Regions from separate parts of the Sus scrofa genome. Here region 1 is linked to region 2. A link is a contact called in public Hi-C data. All regions are on one chromosome and are shown on one strand. Each heading gives the region's core, a stretch centred on a gene start, on an enhancer-like site or on the middle of the called end of the contact. The rest is flanking DNA. Distances are from core to core; before and after follow the strand shown.

Region 1 (7,237 bases), core at 1,721-4,220, 320 kb before region 2:
TTCTGCCATTTGCAACTAGATTAACATACCCCCTAATGGGGAGAGAACTTCACTCTGTGTGTGGTGGTGGAGGTATAGAGGGAAAGGGAGGATGAATTATGTTGGAGGGTCTCTCCCATTCAGTTTGATAAACATGATGAAATCATGGCTTCAAGGCATCTGGGAGAGTATAGAAGCAGCCAAGAGAGCCCCTTGGGTGGAGGAACTGAGAGTTTGTCATAATCTACATGGATGGGTTATATAAACCTTGTGAGTTTCTAGTAACTCACGATACTGCCATAAGTCACCTTTGAACTGAGAACCAACACAGAAGAGCCGATCAAAAACACCAAGAAAACCATCTGTTTAAAACCCATTTACTATTCCCATATTAATGCACATCAGTCACAGATGTTTCTCAAATATTTAATTTTGTGACAAACTTAGTATTTTGAACTCTATCCCTGATACCAAACAATCATCCAGTGCTCTCCTGAAAAATTAACTCAAGCAGGGGTACCCATTATGGTCCTAACAGATGTTATAGGAAAATAAACTGGCTGCATCTCAAGAGATCACGACAGAAGCCCAAAACCTCAGATCCTATCGTTCACATATCTGAAAACTCAAATCAGTTGGTCACAGATAATAATACCAATCTTGGTCTGAAACACAGCTTCAAATCTTTAAATCCATGAATCAGAAAGATGTTCATATTACACTGTGTTATAGTATAAACATAGCTAGCTTAAGGGAAACTGTGTGTTAAGCAGTGGGTCTCCTTCTGGCAGAAGTAATAACAAATAACTTAAAATTTTTTCTTCTTTCCACAAGCATGTACCAAATACCTACTATGTGCCCAACGATCCCAGCACTGTGTGCCCATGAGCCTTTTCTTTTTCTTTGGGTGAAAAGGCCAAATCTTGGTTCACATCTGGATAAGGCTGGGTAAAATGCAAAATAAAAGATAATTTACCACTGGACAACTTGAGATGTTATTCTTACAACAAATACTGCCCCTCTAAACTCTGCTATGCCTCCCTTCCCCCACCACACCAGGCTCATACCACCTGGACTCTAGTCGCTGAGAAATAACAAGATCCACACCCCACAGAGCCTGAGGGCCTTGGGTTCAAGTTCCAGCTCTGCCATTAACTAGGGTCTGGAACTTGGCTAAGCTCGCCTTCTCCATCTGTAAAATGGGAATAATACTTATTGCACTGGGTTGCTGGAGGGATTAAATGAATAAGTGTATGTTAAGAGCTTGGTACAGTGCCATATACATAGCAAGTGCTCAACAAAGAAAAGCTATAATTAAGACAATAAAGTAAAGCTTTAACCTCTTTCCAGTTCTAAAATTTCATGGTCCACAGTAGAGAGATTATGGGTTTTGAGTCTCCCCACCCCCACCCCAAGTCTGCTTTATCACATCTGGGAGAATAGCAAACCTCCAGAACAGCAAAAATGTCCCCTGCTTTTTAAGCAGCTGTACCAATGGGAAGCATTCAGCAATGGAGCAAGTTCAAGTCATGGGTGATGATGGGCCCTTACTAATAATAGCTAGACACTTCAAATTCTGACAACAACCCTGCAAGGTAGATGTAATTATCTTCATTTTGTAGATAAGACCAAGTAGGAGTAGAAAGGTTAAATAACTCACTCACTGTCACACCGCTGGCAAACGCAGCCCTGACTCCAAAGTTCATGCCCCCTTTCCACACTATACCTTGCCTCCCATACAGCAAACACATCCCACTGCTTGTGAAACAATGAAATGATGAAAAAGGGATTTCAGGATCTCTGAAACGATGGGAACAGGCCTTCTTCGGCAAAGAAACTGATATCATCACTCACATTTGCTCGACAATTTGTTGCTCCTGATTCTCTGCTCTCAATGACCTGTTCTAGCAATCTGGCCTCCCTCTCTGACAACAGCCACCATGCAGGCCTCTGTGTGCAAGTCTCCTCCCTTAGCACCTTAGACTACTCCCTCCCTCCGCTAACCACAGGCTAGGATTCCCCCCTACTGCGTTTAAAATCCAATGACAGACAGGTGCGCATCCCTTTTTGAAAGGCAAGTTTTCCAAACTCTGACAGCAACACGGCACACCTGAGGCAGGCTTACCCTCTATCGGGGCCCAAGAATCAAGCCAAAGAGATGAAGGAAGGGGAGGTGACGCAACTAGGCCTCCTGCACCAGGGCCAGACCGAGGCGGAGCGCAGTGGCCGTGAACCCGCAGTGGGCTCTCCACCGCGGACGCCTACGCCTTCCCTGTGTACCGCACGCCAAGGGCGACGGATGTTATCCCAGGGATAAGGCGCCGGCCTATGCAGACAGGGGAGAAGGCGCAGGAAGGCGCGGACCTGAAGGAGCCTCCCTCTTCAGTCACTCTCCCGGGCGAGGGAGTTGGCAAGAGAGAAACAAGGGCCTTTGGTACCCAGCTGTTAGGCTCCGGCTGGCACAAGCGCCAGAGCATCCGTGCGCGGCCTCTGCCGCCCACACCCGCGCACACCCGGGAGCACAAACACACGCACACAAGCACTCGGCCCCCGGCGCCCGCTTCCCCGCAAACCTGCGGAGCCTCGCCGCTGCCTCCGACCCCCATCTCCCCACCTGGCCCCGCGGCCAGCCTCAGAGCCCACCAGGGCGCCCCGCGGTCCCCGTTCCAGCGGCGTCCGACACTGGAGCGGCGGCTCGAGCCGGGCGTCCAGGTCACAGAAGGTGATGGCGGGAAAGGAAAAATCCTCTTACCGGTCTAGTAATTCTCCGGGACACAGCCCGACACCTGAGGCTGCCACTGACGCCGGGACCCTCCCCCCGCCCTCCCCCACCACGTAGCCCTCTCTACCTTCAGCCGGGAATCAATGGCCGGGTCGCGGATTGGTGACATCATTGGCGCGCCGGGCGTGGGAGGGAGCACCACGTGATTCCCCTCTCTTTTGTTTGCGTCCTAGTTAAGCAGGGATTTTGTTGCTGTCCTCCTTGCCTTTTTCGAGATATGTTAATGGCGTTGTTGCAGGCGCGATGGGAAGTAGATAGGTGGGTTTGGGATGCTGCATTTTTTTGCCTTGATCTAACCCCTCAGTCACTATAACGTAGTGGGGCCGGAAGGCTTGACTCTGTATATGGATAGCACTTTTTTTTTTTTTGACGGATCTCAAGTATACAAAATTAGTTAATAATGCCTTATAATCAGTAGTCCTTGGATGGCCCTTCAAGTTAAATTATTTTGAGAATGAAAAACTACAATGAAAACTACCTTTAATTCTGGCTACTTGACCAGTCCAACTGAGAACTAAAGTATTACCAATAATTTTCATCTACTAATAAGAGGTTCTCATCCTCTACCTCTGCCTTCTCCTCGGAAGTAACCTCCATCCTGACTCGTGTTTACACAACTTTTATATTGCTTTAAATTCTTTTCATACTTACCTGCATTATTTAGCAATGTATTTTTATTAGGGGTGTGTGTGTGTGTTTGAACTTTCATCTAAGGTTCTGGACTTTTAACAAACATGCTTCTAAGTTACTTAGTTCATTCATACTACTATAACAAAATGCCACAGGTTTATAAACAAACATTTCTTACAGTTCTAGAGGCTGGACGTCCAGGTGCCAGAATGTTCCAGGGAAGGTCCTTTTCTTATTGGCAGAGTTCTCCTTGTTTGGCTGAAGGAATCTGTGGGGTCTCTTTTATAAGAACATGAATCTTGTTCATGAGGGCTCCACCTTCATGACTTAAGCATCCCCCCAAAGCCTTTCCTAATACCGTCCTTTAGGATTTCAACATACGAGTTTGGGGGAGGACACAGCTCTTTGGCACTTCGATGCATCTTGTTGAGTGGAACTGCATTTCATTCATTTTTACTGCTTTATAACAATTCATTTTGTGAGTGTACCATAATTTATTTACCCATTTTCTGGCTGCTGAATATTTATGAAATTTCCAGGTTTTTTCCCCCCTCTCCTCCTCTTCTTCCAACTGTGCTGCGAACATTGCCTTTTGCTGCCAATATACAAAAATTTCTCTTGGGTATATTTACCTAGGAGTGGAACTGGTAGGTCTTTGTTGTGATAGTGTTCAACTCTATATGATAGTGCCACATTTATACTCAAAGTGGTTATAGCAGTTTACGATCCTTATTAGCATCCACATCTTCTCTAATACTTCAGACTTATTGATTTTTGCCAGTGAAGTGGGAGTTAGGTGATGTCTCATCATGGCCTTATTGGCATTATCTCTGAGGCTGAGCATTTCTTACATATTTTATCTGTAGTTCTTTTTCTGTGAAATGTCACTGTAGAGGGGTCACTGGTTTCAGGGCAGATCAAGGAAAGAGATATGACCATGAGGTGGCAGTAGCACACACAAGTTTTGTTTGGGCAAGCTTTGACAGGTTTGCAGGCAGGGTAGATCCCTTACAGAATCTGACAATCCAGAGACTATTGGGGAGCAGGAACAGGGAGGCATTCAGAAGGAGAGAAGGGCAAGGAAATTCCCAGAGGAGAAGGGACTTACTTGTTTATGTGTTGTGCTTAGCAGCCTAGCAGAAACTCTTTGGGTCAGAAAGCTCAAAAGGGTAGCAGCAGCTTGGGATCTATAACCACAGGGTTTATCTTATCTATGACTATTAGCTTTTGGGTACACTTTGGTGAAGTATGCATGGCAGGCAGGCAGCTCTAAATGGCTGAAAACCTGCTTATTTGGGCTATGACTAAAACAACTAGATATGTACATATTTGAGTTTTGTGCAGGCAGGCTTTTGGGCTAACTGGTCCTAGCCTGCTGCGAAGAAATAAACAGCCGAGGCCATGACTGGCTCATTTTGATAATAGTTCATGTCTTCCTCCTATTTTTATTTTTTTTAATTTTTGCTTTTTAGGGCCACATCCATATCATATGGGGGTTCCCAGGCTAGGGGTCTAATCAGAGCTGCAGCTGCTGGCCTGCACCACAGCTCATGGCAACGCCAGATCCCCGACCTACTGAGTGAGGCCAGAGATCAGAAACGAACCCATGACCTCATGGTTACTCCTCAGATTCATTTCTGCTGCTCCACAAAGGGACCTCCTCTTCTGCCTATTTTTAAAGTGGATTGTTAATTTCTTTATATACTCTTACTAATTCTTTGTCAGTTACAAGGGTTGCAAATTTCTCTTTCATTTGTAGCTTGCCTTTTCACTTTTTATTTTGATAAATAGAGGTACTTAACTTTGAACTTGTAATATTTATACTGTTTTTTCCTACTCTAATATATAAAGTTACTGTTACTTCTAAAAATACGTGGTTTTCTTTTGACATGATAATACTTATTCTCTCCAGAATTTACTTTTTTAATGGTGTGAGGTAGGGAATTTGACTTTACTTTTTATATACAACTGACTTTTCCCCCCAGCTTTGTTGACCAGCACCCCCCTTTTTTCAATTGTTCTTCCATGCTAACTTTGTCATATGTCACCATGCCACTTATGTATATGGGTCTATTTCTTTTTGTTTTTCTCCTCTTTTTTTTTTTCTTTTTATATGGTGTTTTTTTTTTTTTTTTTTTTTTTTTTACTTTTTGCCTTTTCTAGGGCCACTCCCGAGGCATATGGAGGTTCCCAGGCTAGGGGTGGAATCGGAGCTGTAGCTGCTGGCCTACGCCCAAGCCACAGCCACGCAGGATCCGAGCCGAGTCTGCAACCTACACCACAGCTCACAGCAACACTGGATCCTCAACCCACTGAGCAAGGCCAGGGATCGAACCTGCAACCTCATGGTTCCTAGTCAGATTCGTTAACCACTGCACCACAACTGGAACTCCTGTATGGGTCTATTTCTGAGTTGTCTATTCTATTCCACTGGACAATTTATCTTGGAGCCATCACCACTCTATTTAATTATCATACCTTTATAAAAAGTCTTGATTATGTAGTAGGGCAAATTTTCCTTATTTTTCTTGTCTCCTGTCTTTGCTATTCTTGGTCCTTTGTTTTTCCTTACATATTTTAGAACAAGCTTCTCGAGTTGTACATATGTGTGCATACACATGAAACCTGTTGGGATTTTAATTGGCATTGTGTTGAGTATGTAGATCATTTTGGAGAGAATTGACATATTGGTGATTTTGAGTCTTCCAGTTAATGAGTAAGGGATAGAGCTCTTTTATTAGGTCTTCATTAATGTCTTCCAGTAAAGGTTTTTTATATTCTGTGTCCAGACCTTGCACATCTTTTGTTGGATTTGTTCCTGGAAACTTTGTAGTTTTTGTTGCTATTATAAATGATACCCTTAAAATTATGCTTTGTAATTATTTATTGCTAGGATGGAAATGATTGGACTTTTGTATGTTGATATTGTATCCAATCACTTTGCTGGATACAATAATTTGTCTTTGATTCTAGTAATGTGTCTATTATTCTTTCTAATAATTTTTCTATTGATTCTTCCAATAATTTGTCTCTTATTTCTTTTGGATTTTTCTTTTTTCCTTTTTGTCTTTTGTCTTTTTAGGGCCATACCTGTGGCATATGGGGGTTCCCAGGCTAGGGGTCTAATCAGAACTGTAACTGTTGGCCTATGCCATAGCAATGCCAGATCTGAGCTGCATCTGCAACCTACACCACAGCTCACAGCAATGCCAGATCCTTAACTCACTGAGCGAGGCCAGGGATCAAAACTGCAACCTCATGGTTCCTAGTCGGATTCATTTCTGCTGTGCCACAATGGGAATTTGTTTTTTGTTTTTTTTTTCATTTTTCTACGTATACAATTATTATGTGAAATTAATGCCTTTTTCTATGCAGCCCTTATTTCCTTTTATTTTTATTAAAGTATTACACTGATTACTTTTATTAAATTATTACTCCAGTACAATGTTAAGAGAAATGGTGATCTTTTCTTGACATTCTTATTTGGGCACTCTTGACTTAATCCTGATTTTTTATTTTATTTTTTTTAGGGCCACACCTGCAGCATATGGAAGTTCCTAGGCTAGGGGTTGATTCAGAGCTGCAGCTGCAGAGCTACAGCAACACCAGATCTGAGCTGTGTCTGTGACCTATGCCACACCTCATGGCAATGCTGGATCCTTAATCCACTGAGCAAGGCCAAGGATCGGACCTGCATCCTCATGGATACTAGTCAGATTCCTAACCCACTGAGTACAATAAGAACTCCCTAGAATAGAATTTTTAATTTTTTTTATTGTCAACTTTTAAGGTTTTTTTTTTTAGATGTACTCATGAATCCAGCTGGATTTTTAAAACATCCTGATA
Region 2 (7,855 bases), core at 5,094-7,593:
GTGGGGGGGCTGGGCAAAGGACAGCAGGAGGCAGAAGGGGCCAGAGGAGAGGCCCCAGCAGGGGAGGGATGGCTCACCGGAGAAGAGGAGGATGCCTAGACCCAGCAGAACCAGGGCCCCGAGGAACCACATGTTGAGGGAGATGCCCAGCTCCCCGCCCGCGGCCTCGCCTCGGGCCTGGGCCAGGTCCTCTACACCCGGGCGGGCTGCGGGCTGCGGAGTGCTGGGCTCCCGACCCCGCCGTCTCCGCAGACCCTCCACGTCCACATCTGTGTCATCCTCACTGCTGGAGCCATGGACCTCCTCACTGAGCCAAGCTGGAGGGATGAGGACAGGGCAGTAAGGCCACTGGAGAGATGGGACATCCCAAGAGATGCGGAATAGAGGCAAGCACAGGGAGGTCCTCAGCCCTGACGGTGGAGGAGGCACGTGGAGACCCCCACCCACGTCTGCCTGGGCATCCATAACCACCCCCGCCCAGTCCAGCAGCGGGAGATCAGTCCTTCCAATCTATAAACTTCAAGAACTTTTTGGAGTTCCCGTCGTGGCTCAGTGGTTAACGAATCCTGCTAGGAACCATGAGGACTCGGGTTCGATCCCTGGCCTCGCTCAGTGGGTTAAGGATCTGGCATTGCCGTGAGCTGTGATGTAGGTCACAGACGCAGCTCGGATCTGGCATTGCTGTGGCTCTGGCGTAGGCCGGCAGCTACAGCTCCGATTCGACCCCTAGCCTGGGAACCTCCATATGCTGCGGGAGCGGCCCAAGAAATGGCAAAAGACAAAAAAAAAAAAAAAAAAAAAAAAAAAAAAAAGATTTATTTATTTATTTTTTGCACTTTTTAGGGCCACACCCGTGGCACATGGAGGTTCCCACGCTAGGGGTCAAATCGGAGCTACAGCCGCCGGCCTACGCCTCAGCCACAGCAACATAGGATCCGAGCTGGGTCTGCCACCTATACCACAGCTCTCAGCAATGCCAAATCTTTAACCCACTGAGCGAGACCAGGGATCGAACCTGCGTCTTCATGGATGCTAGTTGGGTTCATTACCACTGAGCCACAACAGGAACTCCTACAAGAGCAGCTTTCACCCTAAAAGCACCCTCCTCCCTCCAACGCCACAGGCTCACATCAAGCTCCTGCAGCTATTCCCAGCCCCTGGGGGAAGCGGGGGAGGAGTTAATGATATAGAGGGTACCAAGCCACTAAGTCCTAGGGCCTGTGCCCAGCAGGGATGTCTTCTAGAAGGATAGTGACAAGGAAGACTCTCACCTGTTTTGGCAGATGAGGGCAGGCTGTTGGGGGGGCTCTGATCCTCCAGGTCCTGTGTGTCTGGTCCCAGGCCTCCCACCATGGGGGTCTCCTCCAAGTCTCCCTGGGCCTCTGTGTCTCCTGGGCCAGGAGGCTCCATTCCACAAGCATCACCTTCCAGGCTTCCCTGATGCAGACAGAGCCGTGAGCAGGCCCGTCCCCGCCTTCCTCCCCTCCCCCAGCACGGGTTCTCACCTTGGCTTCCGTCTCCTCTGGCAGAGTCGGGCCAGACCCGGAGCGCCCGCTCTGAAACAGGGTCTCTGTGGCGGGAGAAAGGGCTCAGGAAAAATACCACAGCCCCCAGCTGAACACCCCACGTGGCCCTCTGCCTCCCACAGGCCCCGTCCTGGTTGGAAGAGGCAGGACAAAGCCAGGATGGGACGAGGGAGGAAGGTCTTCAGCTGACATTAAGGCAGGAAATAAGACCGACCAGCCTCCCTCTCCCCAAGGAAACTGGGAAACCCCAGAACACGGGGGAGAGGTGGCTGCACCGCCCCCCCAGCAGCGCCCTGTTACCTTCTCCATCCAAAGTCCCAGCTAATTCTTCAGCAGCTGCCTTGGAGGGGCTCTGAGGGGTGTGGGGGGCGCTCTCAGGCTCTGGGTCCCTCCTGGATTCAGGGCCCAGTGTCTCCACAGGCAAGCTCTGGGGGAAGGGACACAAGCAGAAGGGCTGTCCCAGAGGAAGGACAGCAAGAGCACAGGGTGCTCCACTAGGGTCCCTGGGACCAGCTGCATGGCTCAGGGACCCCAACACACATCTCACCAGAATATGACACGTTCAGTAGCGGGCTGAGCCCGAGAAGGCAGGGGGCGGGGGTCAGCTGGTGCTGCGGCATCTCAGCTCCAGAGAGTGTTTGACCCATTCCCTAAACCTCACTTGCTGCTCTGGGGCACTCTGGGTACTCTGGAAGGCCAAGCTTCTATTAAATGGAGAAGCACCACTGGACCAAGGCACTGGATCACTCTACAAACCTGATGCCCCCCACCACCCCAGAGAGGCCGGCTAGAGCCAGGGCCTCCCTCCCCACAACTGGCAACTCAGTTACTGGCCGGAAGGTGGGTGGATGGTAAAAGAACAAAGTCCCCTGGATGCCGAAGGATCAGCCACATCCCCCACAGGCTTTCACTCCAGTTACATCTTTTTTTTTTTTTGTCTTTTTAGGGCCGTACCTGCAGCATATGGAGGTTCCCAGGCTAGGGGTCTAATTGGAGCTACAGCTGCCAGCCTACGCCACAGCCGGATCCAAGCTGAGTCTGTGACCTACACCACAGCTCACAGCAACGACAGATCCTTAACCCACTGAGAGAGGCCAGGGATCCAACCCACATCCTCAGAGATACCAGTCGGGTTCTTAACCCACTGAGCCACTACAGGAACTCTTCTTCACCATTTTCAAGTCACTTTTTTGCTCATGACCCCTCCCTAAAAGGCAAGAATCACAACTCCCTTTTTAAGGGAAGAGAGAGGTGAAACGGCCTTGCCCGAGGCCCCCCAGCTGTCAGCAAAGGCACCCCAACAGGAGGCCAAGGTTCTGACTAGGCGCATGGTGTCCATCCCAGTATCAGCCTGAGGACAGCTTACTCGAACCTGACGTCCTTACCCTCTCTCCTCCTGGCAGTGCTAATACACCAAGCCCTTGACAAACTTGCTCCAGCCCCTCTGTCCCCCAGCCTGCTGGCCCCCTTCTCAGTGGTTTCAGGGGCACAGGAGTCCCCTAGGCTCCGGCCCCACCAACTACAACCTGAATTGTAGGACCTTCCAAAACTCTCACCTTGTTCCCACCCGACCCATGCAGTGGCAGCCCGCTCTGCCCAAGGTAGGGATTGTCCTGACTCCCTCCACTCAAAGCCCTTTAGTGATTTCCCAGCAGGAGGAGGCCCGAATGCCTATGCCAGGCCCTTCAGGCCCCTTCCAGAAGTTCCCAGGCTGGTAGTTCCCGTCAAGGCTCAACTAGTATCCATAAGGATGCAGGTTCGATGCCTGGTCTCACTCAGTGGGTTAAGGATCTGGCATTGCTGTGAGCTGTGGTGTTAAATTGCAGACGAGGCTGTGGTGTAGGCTGGCAGTTGGAGCTCTGATTCAACCCCTTAGCCTAGGAACCTCCATATGCTGCAGATGTGACCCTAAAGAGACAAAAAAAAAAAGTTCCCAGGCTCTGGCCCCACCTCACTTCAACACCCTCTGACCCACGTCTCCAGCTCCTCCAATGGACCCCTCAGCTAACACAGCTCTCCCACTGTTGCCTCAGAACCTCTGCTTGTGCTGGTCTCCCCACCAGAATTTTGCCCCTACTTCTCCCAGCTTATGCCAGCAAATGCCTTCTTTCTAGGCATGGTCCAGGTCCCCACTTCTCCCAGCCATTGGAATTCCTCTCACAGCCAGCAGGAGGCGATGCATGTGACAAGGAAAAGGACAGACCCCAGAAAGCAGTCCAGCCCTGCAGGAACCCTGTTTTTAAGGTTCCCAGGCCTGCTTTTCTTACCTCTGAGCCAGCAAGCACCCAGCTATTGTCCGAGTCTGGGCTGGAGGCCATAGTTGCAGAGGTTCCCGAGGCTGTTCAGGCCGCCACCTGCAGAGAAAGGCTCCTTTAAAGACCCCAGCTCCCTTCAGGATGCAGACAGCAGCCTCAGCTGGGTTCTAACTGTAACGAAGGGCTGGGTACCAACTTCCAGAACCAGCCTGGTTCCAGGCCTTCTGATCCCAACACCTCAACTCTTCTTCTGGGCAGCATTTGCCTTGCAAATCACAACCTGCCAACAGCCACAGTGAAGCTTGCCCCTCCCAGGGACCAAAAGGGCCCTTGGGAAACTGGGAGATGGGACTGACCTTGAAAGGACAGAGTAGCATAGGGCTGGAAAGAAAGGCTTTGGGAAAAATCCAGGTCAACTCCCTCAAGTTATAGTCAGGGAAAACGAAGGCCAGAAAGTTGGCTGACTTGACTTGCCAAAGATGAACAGCTAATAAGAAGAGTGAGGCACAATCCAGCCCTCCCTTCACCACCTCAGGCTCCCCCACAATCACCACCCCTTCCCCCAGGGCTTGGAAGAGAAGACTCAATGGCCTCCTTCAGCCCCAAGTCTCCCCCTCACTGCAAGTCCTCCATATGGTCTAGTTCAGACTGGCTGCACATGGAATCACTCAAGATTCTGATACAGTCAGGTTCAAGACTCAGGCTTAGGCTTGGGCACGGGGCTTTTTTAAAACCTTCCAAACGATTCTCACGTGTAGCCAAGGTTGAGAAAAACTGGCACAGCTTAACTCCATCTGAATTAACCCGTACTAGTAGATCTCCTTGGCACGCTCACTCTCCATTTCCCTTCTTAGTAACCTCCAGAGTTTCATCGTAGAGAACGTGAAGGTGACTGGGAAGAGGGATTTATGGCAACTACCATGTATAATGCACTTTACAGGCTGCAAAGCCTGGACAAAAATCAGGGCTGTGATCCTACCCCCTGCGAACCTGCTCTGACTTGGCCAGGTGGCAGTGGGAAGTTACTCCAGCTTCCAAAGCCTGACACAAGGCAGGATAGGAAGATCGTAACCTACTCCTTCATCCATGGCCAAGACTGTCCCCCATCCAGGCTGGCAATGGTGGAGGGAGAGATGAGCTGACCCCCTAGAGTCTTAGATTCTGATCCTTTAGAAGGGGCTAAATGACGGCTTGCTGAGGGGTGAGAGGGGTGGCAAGTGGTAAAGGACTCTAAAAGGAAACCTTGGGAAAAGGAGCGAGGCTGGGGAACAAGCATGGCACTTCTACCCTAGGAAACCGCCACACTGCCCTCTTCTGTTTGAGCTCAAGTGAGTCCTACTCAGTGCCCTACAAACCTCCTGTGGCCCTTGTGCGTCAAGATCCAAGCCCAGGACAGATGAAGGACACCTCACAGTGTCTCCCAAGACCTATGCCTTCCAAACGCATGCACCCACCCCACAAGGAGACAGGAGAAGGGCGCAATGACTTCCCCACATCCCACAGGACACCCCTGGCAGGCTTCACAGGCATCCAGAGAACCATCACTGTGCAGCCTTCTGGTCTCAAGCCCCTCCCCCACAGTTCTGTCATCATCTCCCCATCCTCAGTTGCTGTGTGTGACTTTTAACAGGTGGTGGCAGGGAAGTGGCAGCAGCTTGGGCTGAAGTCCCTGTTTATCCTTAGCTGTATACGGCCTGCTCCGGTCCTCCAGAACCAGGCACCATGGTAACCACAGTGATGTCAGACCCACTGTCTCCATGGAAACCAGCAAGGTATTTGGGTCAACAAGACAAACACTTCTGAGACCTAAACAGGAGACAGTCCGGAACCCCTGCACTCAGAGTTCCAAATACTTGTTGGTCTCTCTCCCTTGGTTGGGTTCACCCAAGATTCCAAAAGATCTCCCTGTTCTCCCAAGCCAGCATCTCACTGCCCTATTAGGAAGTTCCTCCAGCTGTCTAATCTCCACCCTGGCCCACGGTGTTTTCAGATCTCTTTCTTCTCATCAACCTCTAGGAAGAAAACCCACCTCCACCCCCTCCTCTTTCTTTTCATTCAAGTAGGATTCAACAAAAACACCCTATAAGGATTGTCAGGAACTTGGGCTACTTCCAAAAGACAACTAAAGGGGGAGCTCTCCCACCCTCCGTAAAAAGCTGGAAAGTCTCGTCTAGCTGATTTCAACCCCCCATAAGAGTTGCTCCCCCAAATCTCTAGAGCAAATGACACAGGGCTGCAAAAACTTGCCTGGGAGACCTAAAGCAAGTTCCTGTTTTGGAAACGGCCGCCCATGATCCCCCTTCCGCCGGCCAAGAAGCGACAAACTAGCTCTGAAGATCCTCGGAGGAGCCCAACCGCTGGAGTTCTGGCCCCCCTCACCTCTATCCTTCCTCGCACAGGGATCCCTGTGGGCCCTTCTCACCGGGGCTTTACCTGATCCTGCTCCTGGCTTCAGTCTTCCCCTGAACTTGTTGCTGCCTCTCCAGCTTTACAGCGCCAAGAAAGGCAGGTCATGTGACCTAGAACCGGCCAATAGAAAGTCAACTTCCCTGAGGGGGCGGAAACTTTTGGCCAATAACAGCTAGACTGGAGAGCCACGGGAGGGGAAAGGAGGGGGGGAACTGCAGAGCCCCGCAACCTGGTTCCCCTCCCTGCGGGACGGCTGGAGTGCCAGCAAACTGAATATTGTCACCTCCCCTCCTGGGAGCAGCGTCTAAAGAATTTCTGGAGCCAAGACCCAAAACTGAAAGGCAAAGGGTGGCTTCTCTAAGACAAGGGGCCAGGTTGGTCCCAGGATAGACAGAGACAGCTGCAGGATGGGGGAGGGGAGTGGCCAATTGCGGGTTGGAAATAGCCCTTCGGCCACTCTCATGCTGCCCCAGTGCGGATTGTTTAAGGATGCCGCTATTTACAAAAAAAAGATGAGGGGGGCCTGAAAAGTATCCAAAAATGAAAACTTCCGGACCCAGGGGCAGCCCCTGATCCCACCCTTGGAGCTATGCTCGCTGCCTAACCCAAATAACTGGGGAGTGGGGTTGTGGGCGCTAAACCCCCAAGCACTAAAGACAGTTGTCTCCCCTGAAGACTTGGAGCCAAAGCTCCGGCTTGGCTCCAGGCCTGGCCCAGGAATGTGCTCAGAAAGGAAACTTGTTCCTCACAGCAGGGACACGGGGGGAGAGGCAGGGAGCACAGGCCTCCCTGGGCTTAGCTGTTTGTACCAGGGCCAGCCCAGAGGGCTGAATCTTTCTGCTGTTCCCACTTCCAGAGACACCCCCCCACACACACACGGATACCTATCTTCACCCCCAACCAACCTGCCCAGGGATGACTGGCCCATTCCAGCCTTGTACCCACACATCAACAGCAAGGGCTCCAGTCTGGATTTTCCAAAGTCATTTTATTAATCCAACCGTACAAAACTTTCCCCACATCTCTGCCACCCCCACTTGCTTCCAAAAAGTTGTGGAGTGAGGGGGAGAGAGGGATTGAGCTGACACCCCACCACCACCGCCGCCCCTCAGGAGCCACCTTACAAAATGCTGCCATGGGAGAGACCACAAAAATAGCAACAGATGGAAGAGGAGCGAACAGAACCACAAACACAACACAAAGTTGAGGGAGGGGGGTGCCATCTCTGCTGTCCGGTGGGAAGAACCCTGGAGAAGAGAAGCCCAGAGGCCGCTGCCTTCTTTTTCACAGCCTCAAAGGCTGAATGCTGCACTGGCCAAGTTCTGCAGCATCCGTGTCTTCTCTTCACACGGGGAAGGGCCAGCAAGGGACCCCCGGCTCCCGTCGGGGCCACGCCCCAAGCCTGCCTTCCCCACCCCACCGAGGAATGTGAGCTCTGGCTGTAAGGGAGGGAGCAGCTGTGAGGGACTCCTCCTCAGGACCAAGGCCCTTCTCTGGCAGGCAGTGCTTTAAAAATGAAATAAGAACTAAGCCCAGCGCAGGACCCTGGCTGAGACGAATGGGAACAACTAGATGACCTCGCCCGAGCAGATACAAAGAATAGCAGGGGAAGAGAGAAGCAAAAAACATCCAGGCTCTGGACTGATTTTAGTACCATGGCAATGA

Evidence for each region. Hi-C and Micro-C count contacts between places; a contact is called where the count stands out from the background.
Region 1: a Hi-C map of liver shows a contact between it and region 2, with 2.7 times the contacts expected there. The contact joins the promoter of ADAR here to the promoter of PBXIP1 in region 2. A contact is called at or near these places in 1 of 5 promoter capture datasets (fetal skeletal muscle) and 1 of 47 Hi-C or Micro-C datasets (liver).

What each region holds. Positions count from the first base shown.
Region 1 is chr4:95,149,963-95,157,199 of Sscrofa11.1, reverse strand. ADAR (double-stranded RNA-specific adenosine deaminase) reads right to left here and starts at 2,970. Exons shown (of 17, transcript XM_021089756.1): 1 at 2,829-2,970. The coding sequence starts at 2,873.
Region 2 is chr4:94,835,853-94,843,707 of Sscrofa11.1, reverse strand. PBXIP1 (pre-B-cell leukemia transcription factor-interacting protein 1) reads right to left here and starts at 6,343. Exons shown (of 11, transcript XM_021089739.1): 1 at 6,215-6,343; 2 at 3,794-3,880; 3 at 1,827-1,953; 4 at 1,506-1,570; 5 at 1,272-1,437; 6 at 78-317. The coding sequence starts at 3,844. It overlaps PYGO2 (pygopus family PHD finger 2), which reads right to left. Exons shown (of 3, transcript NM_001185175.1): 3 at 7,160-7,855.